Regions from separate parts of the Sus scrofa genome. Here region 2 is linked to region 1. A link is a contact called in public HiChIP or PLAC-seq data. All regions are on one chromosome and are shown on one strand. The core of a region is the stretch at or near the end of the contact, and the rest is flanking DNA. Distances in the headings are between cores, read along the strand shown.

Region 1 (4,609 bases), core at 913-3,412:
GAAGAGTCGAAAAAGTGGGGCACTGAGAGGTGGGCAGCGAACGCAGAGTCCTCCTGAGCTGCACGTGGTTTCCGCTTCCGCCGTCTTCCTGGGGCCCCAGGCCCCCACCAGTGCGACGGCCAGGCTGGGCTGCCTGTCCCCTCCGGTCTGGTTCATGGCCTCTCAGCCTGGGGCGGGAAGAGGGAGGTTCAGGAACCATGCGGGGACCTCAGGGGGACAATAGAGGGCGGACAGCCGCTGGCCCTGGGCCCGCCAAGCCCCTCCTGCAGCGGGTCCCTGACGTTGGAGCACAGATTTCCCCTGGAGCCCTCCATGGAAATTCCCAGTTATTAACCATCTTGACTGATTGGAAGCGTCAGAAAGGTTTGCGCAGGAATCCAGGAGCTGACCCGCTGAAAGCACATCTGTATGGAAGTTAGGGCAAACAAAATAGGATTCCGAACATTTTTGGAGATCTGTGCCAGCTGTAAACGTTTCCAGGAAACACAACAAAAACTGACTCTCTTAGGCAAAAAAACATTGGGTCTTAGAACTACTTTGTATCCTTACTAAAATATAAGCTCGGGGGACCAGTGAAGGCAAAGAATAGCGTGTCTGGTTTCTTGCCCGGCACAAGGGGCTGGAGAAGACGCCTAGAGAGGTGACTGGGCAGCCTTGTGTATTTAGATGCTTTGACTGGAGCCAAAATGGTCTGTGCCACACAGTGGGCACTTTTGGGTTGGATTTTAAAGGAAAATAACTTTGATCATTTCAAAAGCAATGACGCTTAATGCAGCGGAGAGAAAAGAAGGTGGTAATTTATGGCCACTGTTAGGGACACAAAGACAAAGACGGAGAGAACCGTTCACCTAGTGAAGATTTACAAATGTGTAAAACCACCCTTAGGACTAGAAATAGCTGAGTGTCTCTTGGCACCAAACAAAAGGGGGCGAGAGTGAGGAGGGAAAGAAAAAACCTGCCTGCCTTCGCTGGGGATGAAGAGGTCAAAACAAAAACAAAAACAAACCAACCACAGCAAAGTTCTTATTTTCTCAGATTCTCCAGCAGACAGCAGCGGCGCTAGCAATGAAGACCCGAAGAGGCAGTCCCAGCCCCGCGGGGCAGCAGCGGAGAGGGCAGGGGGCTGGGGGCCCGGGGAGGGCGGTGGACCCCAGGAAGATAAGGTTTTGTGCCTGAGCTCGGTGGGGATTTTTTGTGATGTTTATTTTTTTCTGATTATCAAAGGAATGTATACACACACACACACACACCTGTATGGATGTACCTAGTCATAGGGAAAATTTAATAAATGCAGAGAAGCTCAAAGCACAGGCAAACCCCTGAGTACGGTGGATTGTCGCACCTTGGAATTGCTGCTACCTGGGGAGAGGCTGATGCTGGGGGTTGGGGGGGCGGCTCTGGTCACCTGTGCCCCTGTGTAGGTGTGTTTCCTTGTAAAGGTGCCTTGCTCGCAGACCCAGGTGGCTGCCGGTATCTGCAGCTGGGCTGACCTGAGGTTTACAAGTCCAGCTGGTGCCACCTGTGCCACCTGTGCCCCAGGCAAAGTGGGGTGGTCTCCTGTCCCTGGTGCCTCACCCTCGACCTCCCGCTTCCTTTCCCTTCGCCTTTTAGGCTGCTCTGAAGAGACATCGAACCCCAGGCTAGGACAAGAGGACTGCCGTCCTGGGAGGACTGGGGGGCAGGGGGTGCAAGGGGGCCTGGGATGGGCAGGATGGGGAAGGGGCAGACAGGGTGTGCCAGGGGAGCAGAGAAGCAACTCTGAAGTCTGCGGTCGCTCTCATTCCATCCACACTAAAGGCAGGTAAGCCTTGCAGGTGGCTTTGGGATCTGGGGACTCTAGGACACTTGCTGGGCTCCCCGTGTCCGCCTACTTCAGGCCAGAAGCGCCGTTTGTCCTCCCGAGAGGAGCCGGGCCAAGCCGGAGGACCCCGCACAGGTTGGGCGAGGGCCCGGGGCGCGGCAGGCTGCGGGGCCTGCGCGAGGGCCCGGGGCACCCGGCGAGCCCGCCCCCGCCCGGGCCCCGCGGCCGCGCCCCTCGGCCGAGCGGGGGCGGGAGGGCGCGGGGGAGGTCCGTGCGAAGCGGGGGCGGGGGCGGGGGGCCGGCAGGCCGCCCTCACCTCTCCGCGCCGCCGCCGCCTCTTCTCCGGGCCGCCGCGCGGGCCATGGGGGGCGCAGGCCGCCGCCGCGGGGGCGCGGCGCGGGCGCTGCTGCCGCTGCTGCTGTCGCTGCCGCTGCTGCTGCTGCTGCGGGCGGCCGGCCCCGGGCCGCCGGAGGAGGGTGAGTGTCCCGCCGCGGGGCGCACCTGGCGCGGGGCGGGGGCGGCGGCAGGGTTCCGCGTGTCCTGCTCGCCCGGGGCTCTCCCGCAGGCCGGGCCGAGGCGGCGCCCCCGCACGGGCTTGAGGCCCGGGGCCTGGGGACACGGCCGGCCTCGGCCCCGGCCCCGATGGCCGTGCCCCCGGCGCGCTAGCGGTCTGCGCGGGGAGCGGGCCGGGCGGCCGCGGGCGGAGGCGGGGAACCGAGGGCTCGGCCGCGGCCCGCGCGAGGTCCAGGCAGCTGCGCCCCCGGCATCGCGGCCCAGAGGTGGCCCGCGGGCCTCGCGTCCGCCCCGGGGAGTTTTCTCCCTGCGCAACAGCCGCTGTTTGACAGGCCGAGACCCCGTTCTGCACCCAAACTGGAATCAAAATACTTTCAAAACGCTTTTGTTTTGAAGGAGCCCCCGGAGCGCTCTCAGCCCGGGAAGCGCTTCTCCCGGGGCCCGGCGCGTCTGGGGTGTGTGCCAGCCCAGAGCCAGAGGGTTGCCTCAGACCCCAACCCGGAGGAAGCTGGCAGAGCGGCTCTGTTCTCAGAGCGCTTGTGCCCGCTCCAACTCTCCCCCGCCGGGCCCTTGCCCCGCCTGCTCACGTGCCAGGCGCTGGCCTAGGCCGCAGGGACTCAGATCCGCGCTGTGGTCCCGGGACGCCGTCTAGCCCAGGAGACAGGCAGGAAAAGTGGTGGTGTGATATGTGACACATCTTAGGGGTCGCCTTCTGACACTCCCGGGTCATGACAGGCTTCCTAGGTGAGGTGGGTCTGAGCAGAGTCCTGAAGGCCATTGTAGAGGGCATCCCAGGCAGAGGGCACCCTGGGCAGAGGGCGCAGGGTGTGCCTGGAAACCGGGCCTGGAGGCTCATCCCAGGAGCTCCCAAGCGGTTTAGCTGGTGTTGCCAGGAAGGGGTCAGGGCCAGGCCACCCAGGGCTTAGGACACCCTACCAGGAGCTGCCGTGCTGTTTTGCAGATGTGGACGGGTATGCCCAGGGGGTGGACGATTGCCACACCAATGCCCTGTGTCAGAACACACCCACCTCCCACAAGTGCTCCTGTGGGCCTGGCTACCAGGGGGAGGGCAGGCGGTGTGAGGGTAAGTGACTTGGGGACCAGCAGAGGGGCGCCAGCGGCGGAAGCTTCCTTAGCTCTTGCACTGGCCGCTCATGTTGGTGAAAGTGCTGCTCTGCCCCCCCCCAGCACATCAGCCCCTCCCTGCAGCGCATTTCAGATCCTTAAGAGACAGGGAACATCGGGTCTTCCTGAGGGCTGGTCATACTGTTTTATCTGCTTCTGCATTGTCCTTTTGTCTAGCTTCTAAAAGCAACAACAACAACGAAAGGCACGTTCGTATCTTTTGGTCCCGAGTCACTCAGCTTAGGGGGCAGAAGGTCAGCAGCCTTGTTGGTCGGGAGAGCCATGCCACCAGAGCAAGGCTGGCCTGGCGCCTCCCTGAGGCAGCTGGCACTTTCACTCCGGAGCTGGAGTGCCAGGGCCTGCTCTCGCGTGAGGCTCCGGCGGCTGTCTTTCCATGACTTTTCCAGTTTGGCATTGTGACCTGCCAGGCTTTGGACCGACGCCAAGAACCTGCCTCATTTGGAGCTGCAGGTTTGCCCTGGAAAGACGTGTGCAGAGGGATGTTTTCAGTCCTTGGGGCTCCAGGTCTGAGATCCTCAAGTCTGGACTCGGCCGTTTTGTGCTCTGGGCCCCTGGGGGTCGGCCCCCTCTCAGGAACTCTGAGGTTGAGAACGGGCCACAGGCTGGACTCTCATAGGAGGGGCTGCTCGGGGGCATGGAACCCGTGGATGTGGGAGCTGGCAGGGCTCTCCGGGGCGCTCTGAGCCAGTCCCATCTCTCATTCGACCGATGGGGACACGGAGGCGCGCAGGGATTGGGAAAGGCTTTGTGGGCACGCTCGCACAGGTGGCCTGCGGGCGAAAGAAGGTCAGATCCCAGCCTAGCTCGGTCCCCAGCCCCGCGTCTCCCATTCCCTCCGTCTCCCGGGCCCCCCTTTGGTGGGGTGAGGAATCCTCGTGTCTGCAGTCTCCTTTGTGCACCAGGAGCAAAGCTTCCTCTCCCCTCCGGGGAGGCGTGTCCCGCTCAGGTTCCCGGTCAGGTTCGTCTGCTCGGCATCTTGCGAGGCCAAAGGGCTCCCTCTCTCAGAGCCGTGTCTCTGCCAGTCCCTCCGTGCCGCCCCCTGACCGTGTCGAAGGCTCCGCTCTCGGTGCTGGGATTCGCACAGGTGGGGACCCTGCTCGGGGAAAACAGAGTTCCCTTTGTCACCTCCAGTCACTGCACGCTCTCGGG
Region 2 (4,676 bases), core at 890-3,389, 110 kb after region 1:
TAATTTTACGTAATATATAATGATCATTATTAGCATTATTGATGGTTTTTAAAAACTTGTATCTCTCAAAGTTATTTAAAATTTTAAGCGAATGGTTTTAGAACACATGGCAGGGGATGCTTAGCAAAACGTTTATGTTGCAGTTTTTAAAAATACTGATGATATACTGTCAACAAGCTATATTAAGTTTCCATTTTGGTTACAGAACTCTGAAGATGTCCGATGCAAATGTATCTGTCCTCCCTATAAAGAGAATTCTGGTTATATTTATAATAAGAACATATCCCAGAAGGACTGGTAAGTATTCTGGATAACGGAATCACCGGTCACATTTCCTTAACAGTGGTCGTCACTGTTAGTGCTGGCTGTGCACCCACTGTATTGTCTTCTTTTTGAAGTATTTCTTTTTAAGCAAATGTGTTGAATTCCATTTCTTTCTTCCTCCCTCCCTTTCTTTTCTTTCTTTCTCTGCACCCGGGCATATGGAAGTTTCCAGGCTAGGGGTTGAAGCTGAGCTGCAGCTGCCAACCTACACCACAGCCACATCCATGCCAGATCCCAGCTGCATCTGCTACCTACACCACAGCCCAGGGCAACGCCAGATCAGCAAGGCCAGGGATTGAACCCACGTCCTCATGGATACTAGGCAGGTTCGTAACCCTCTGAGCCACAACAGGAACTCCATGAATTATGTTCCTGTTTGACAAAGTGGGAGTGAGGCCCCGAGTGCAGAAAGTAAGCCTAAACAAATGTAGCCAAAAGTCCAAGCCCCAGGCAGGCAGGCTTTCTACCTTAGGATGGGGCTGAGTTTGTGGCACCTGAACTACCAAGAGCTACCCTTCTGTGTCCCCTTAAATGGCGGTCCTCCCTCCTGCTTCTCCGTGGTAGGTAAGCAAGCCTCATTTATCTGGGTTATAATTTTCACAGCTTGTAGGCCTCGATGATGTGTTGTCAACATAGGAGACTATCTTTAAAACTGTTAAAAGACTCAGGAAGGAGCGGGAATGTGCCATGTGTATCGGAGTTTACCACTTGGTGTGCCAAGAATAGGTTCTAGGTGTGCCAAGTCACTGTTCCCTTGAGGCCTTGGCGCATAATCAGGGAGGCAACGGGCTCCCGACTGGCTGTACAACCACCGGCAGCCTTCTCCGTTGATCCCAGTGGGCTTTACAAATGAGGCCTTTTTCTACACGTGCCATGAAACAGTCGAGAAGCCGTTCTGTAGCAGGACAGATGGGTTCCTTCCCCTGGACCGGGACGCTTTATGGTTTGTAACGGAAGGTCGCTGGGATTGGCATGGACGAAAAAGAGCTCCAAACGTGCCATCGCGATACACCCGATTTCACAGCCGAGTGGCCCTGGATGTTTGAAAGCAGAATTAAATTCATTCAGTTACAATATCCCAAGCTGACGGAAAAAGAAGAGGCAGCCTTTGAGCGTGTGTAGCTTGTCCGATGCTGCTGCTGCCCTCCCCCTGATAGGCATCCGGGTTCAATCCGATATTTGATAAGCGGGCGCTTCAGACCCTCTTCTGAGCATCTGTGTTGCCCTTTAAATTGTCTCTTATTACAAAGTGATTTAGCTATTCTTAGAGGTTTTGTATCAGCAAGTTACTTTATGTGAAAAGAAAGCTCAAATAAGGTATTCCTGTAAATTTCTCAAGTGTCTTGAGCACTTACGATCCGTTTCTTCACCTGAACGGCAAGCGACCTCTGTGTTCCAGCTCTCAGCACCCGTCTTTCCACTGAGTTTTTGTTGTTCCGGAGCACAGATACCCACGTGTCATTTGTTCCTGGTTCCTGGTGAGAACAGGGAGCTTGGGGGTCAGCAGCTGAAACAAGGCTTGCTCTGGGGGCTTCCTCGCGCTCTCCGCGCCTCCCTCCTGCAGATGCGCCTTTTAGGTTTGGGAGAGTTTCCCAGACGCAGCCGAGGGTTCCTCACCGACTTTAGGAGGCAGGGCAAGTTGCGACTCTGAGCCGCTGGGGTGCTTTCCCCTTCTCCATTCTGTTCGGTGATGAGCTTTCCTTCCTCACTGACTCGCTGAGTAACCAGAGAAAACTTGGGCTTCTCTGGCTGCGGGTGGGTGGGATTGAGAGCGGCTCACGTCCTCCCTCGGCGCTAGGGGGCGGTGTTGCCCGGTTCCTGGAGGTTCTGTGTTTACCGTGACCCGCAGCGGAGCCACCCTTCCTGCCTCTCCTCTACCTGACGGCTCGCAGGGTCGCCTGGCTGGGACGCGATGTTTGCGCCTCAGGGAACCCTCGATGCTAACACACTCGCACGTAGAGTCCCAAGTCACTGCTACGTATTGTCACTAGGGCTTCTGATGCTGAAGTAGGAGTTACATAGGCGATGAGCCTCGTTTTTCTGAGGTTCCAGAGAGAAAGAGGGGGGCCATCCTCGGCAGCAGGAGCCCTGGCTTCCGGTCCTTCTGGCTGTTGTGTGCTCTGTGGCCTCGCGCAGGAGACGGCAGGGCTGGGTGCCCCTGTGACTCTGAGCGAGATGCCCCTGCAATGCCCGCGTTACGCCTGCATCCGGCTGGATGTGCTCCTGATCTTCTCTGTGTTTGGAACAAATGTCACACACTTGGATTGTGTGAGTTGTGGGAACGTCCTCTTGTTTGAAATTCTGCCAGACTTGTTTTTTCGTTACTACCTTTGTTAAAATTAAGTCACCCATGAAGGAAAACCGAACTTCTATCATTCATGCCGTGTTGGGTGTTCTTTCCTCTGCCACAGCTCAGAGGGAACAGAGCAAGAACAGGGCAAAGGGAGAGGGTCAGCTGGAGTGCTGGGCGCCCCAGGAGGCGGGTGGCGTGAGGCGGGATTGGCTCTAGCAGAGCTCCTCAGGCAGCCAGAAATGCCCAAGGAGGCCGGGCAGAAGGGAAGGAAATTGCCCAGCAGCTGCGGGAGGACAGGAAAGCTTTGCCTGCTTTGCCGAAGGTGGTCAGAGTAGTGGGCTCTTAACAGCTGGGAGAGTAAGAGTTTATTTATTTTAAATTTTTTATTATAGTTGATTTACAGTGTTGTGCCAGCGCCTGCTGTACAGCATAGTAACCCAGTTACACATACACGATACACATGTTTTCTCACATTATTCCTCCATCCTGTTCCATCACAAGTGATCAGACTCAGTTTCTTGGGCTCTACAGCAGAATCTCGTTGCTTATCCACTCCAAATGCAATAGAATTTAATGTCCTCGAATTGACAGATCTGGGGGAAAAGACTTTTTTGGATAGAATTGCTTTTTCATAAATCACAAATACATGGCCTGAAAAGTGGGGGGGAAATAAACATCCAACGACAAGAACTTTCAGCCTTTTATTATTTTTTATGTACTGTTTGCAGTTAATCAGTCTTCATTTTAAAATAGTTTTGTTGTCTGAACCCTACTTCTCCATGTTTTTTAAATAGACTCTTGCTCATTAAAAAGTGATTGTTTCTTACTCTGGTGTTCGGTTTTCAGAGTTGCATGACCTCCCGGCCGGGAGGTGTGATTAGCCATCCGCATACCACGCCGTGGCGGGGGCAGTGTCAGTCAGTCGACAAGTGTTTGAACAATGCCCCAGGTCCGTCATTTGAAGCAGTGTTACTGCCAAATGAACAGGTCTGAGTATGACTGATCTGCTGCTAAGTAGTTTTCAATCCCATCTGGGATCTTTCAGGTACATTTTTAACTATAAATGTAGCACTTTTTTTTTTTTTTTTTTTGGCTGCCTACCCCCAGCACATGGCTGTTCCCAGGCCAGGGACTGAACCTCTATCACAGGAGCAACCCGGATCAGCTCAGTGACAACACTGGGTACTTAATCCATGGTACCACAAGGGAACTCCTAAATATAGCACTTTTGTGAACAGTTTGCTGGATGCGGGTCTTTATGGTTTCTTAGACTGTTAAATCTCACCCAGTTGCTAATGACTGATAGAGGAAACGACTTCAGTCCCCTCCTCATTATGTGTTCTTTGTATTCTTTCTCTGGGTGATTTCAGGCGTGTTCTGGATTTCAGGACAGGCTTTGTCAGTGTAGGTAGAAAGTCCACCTGGGTTTAGGCGGAATATTCTGTCTCGTTTCAGTGACTGCCTTCATGTTGTGGATCCCATGCCTGTGCGGGGGCCAGACGTGGAAGCATACTGTCTACGCTGCGAGTGCAAGTACGAGGAAAGAAGCTCCGTTACCATCAAGGTAAAAAAAAAAATTCCATCTGCTTCTGGAACGGATCTTGGTGGTGTCTAGACAGGAAGAAAATTTGGGGCTCTTCCACCTTCTTCCCCACCACCGTCCCCCGTCTCCTCCCTCGTCCCCAGAGCCCCCCAAAAGGATCACGGCCCGCTCTCGGTCGGCCTCCCCGAGATGCTCTGCGGGTTCGTGAGGCTGCCTCGCACAGGCGTGACAAGTGACGCGGCCTGAGAACGCGCTGCGTGTGCCGAGCGTTTCCCAGAGAATTAGTCCGGCTTCTCTGAGGGCCACGCGGGCCGGAGCTGAGTGCCCGGACCTCTCTTCCAGCCCCTCCACCGCCACACAAAGTGCTCCCTGCTGTGGCAGATGGAGGGGCGACCACTGTCACGGCACCTGGGCCGTCTGATGAGTCCGCTTACTTTTAGGTGGGGCGGACAGTTCTTCTCCTTCATTTGTTTTGGCTGCGCCAGCGGCACGAGGAAGTTCCCAGCCAGGGATCAG

The links. HiChIP or PLAC-seq counts read pairs in DNA pulled down with a chosen protein or histone mark.
Region 2: a contact with region 1 is called in an H3K27ac HiChIP or PLAC-seq map of skeletal muscle. The contact joins the enhancer-like site here to the promoter of SCUBE2 in region 1. A contact is called at or near these places in 6 of 47 Hi-C or Micro-C datasets (brain, embryonic fibroblasts, fetal heart ventricle and 2 more) and 2 of 2 datasets of contacts at active chromatin or transcription factors (alveolar macrophages and skeletal muscle).

The regions. Positions count from the first base shown.
Region 1 is chr9:387,644-392,252 of Sscrofa11.1, forward strand. It overlaps SCUBE2 (signal peptide, CUB and EGF-like domain-containing protein 2), which reads left to right and starts at 2,163. Exons shown (of 21, transcript XM_021062256.1): 1 at 2,163-2,277; 2 at 3,276-3,398. The coding sequence starts at 2,163.
Region 2 is chr9:498,007-502,682 of Sscrofa11.1, forward strand. TMEM9B (transmembrane protein 9B) reads left to right here. Exons shown (of 9, transcript XR_002335506.1): 7 at 4,073-4,181. Among named protein-coding and RNA genes, the nearest start is that of ASCL3, 18 kb to the right of the region's middle. Within about 2 kb of position 2,140, at least 22 of the 83 cell types and tissues checked have an H3K27ac peak or open chromatin away from gene starts, as enhancers often do. A contact at or near this core is called in skeletal muscle, where this site is marked.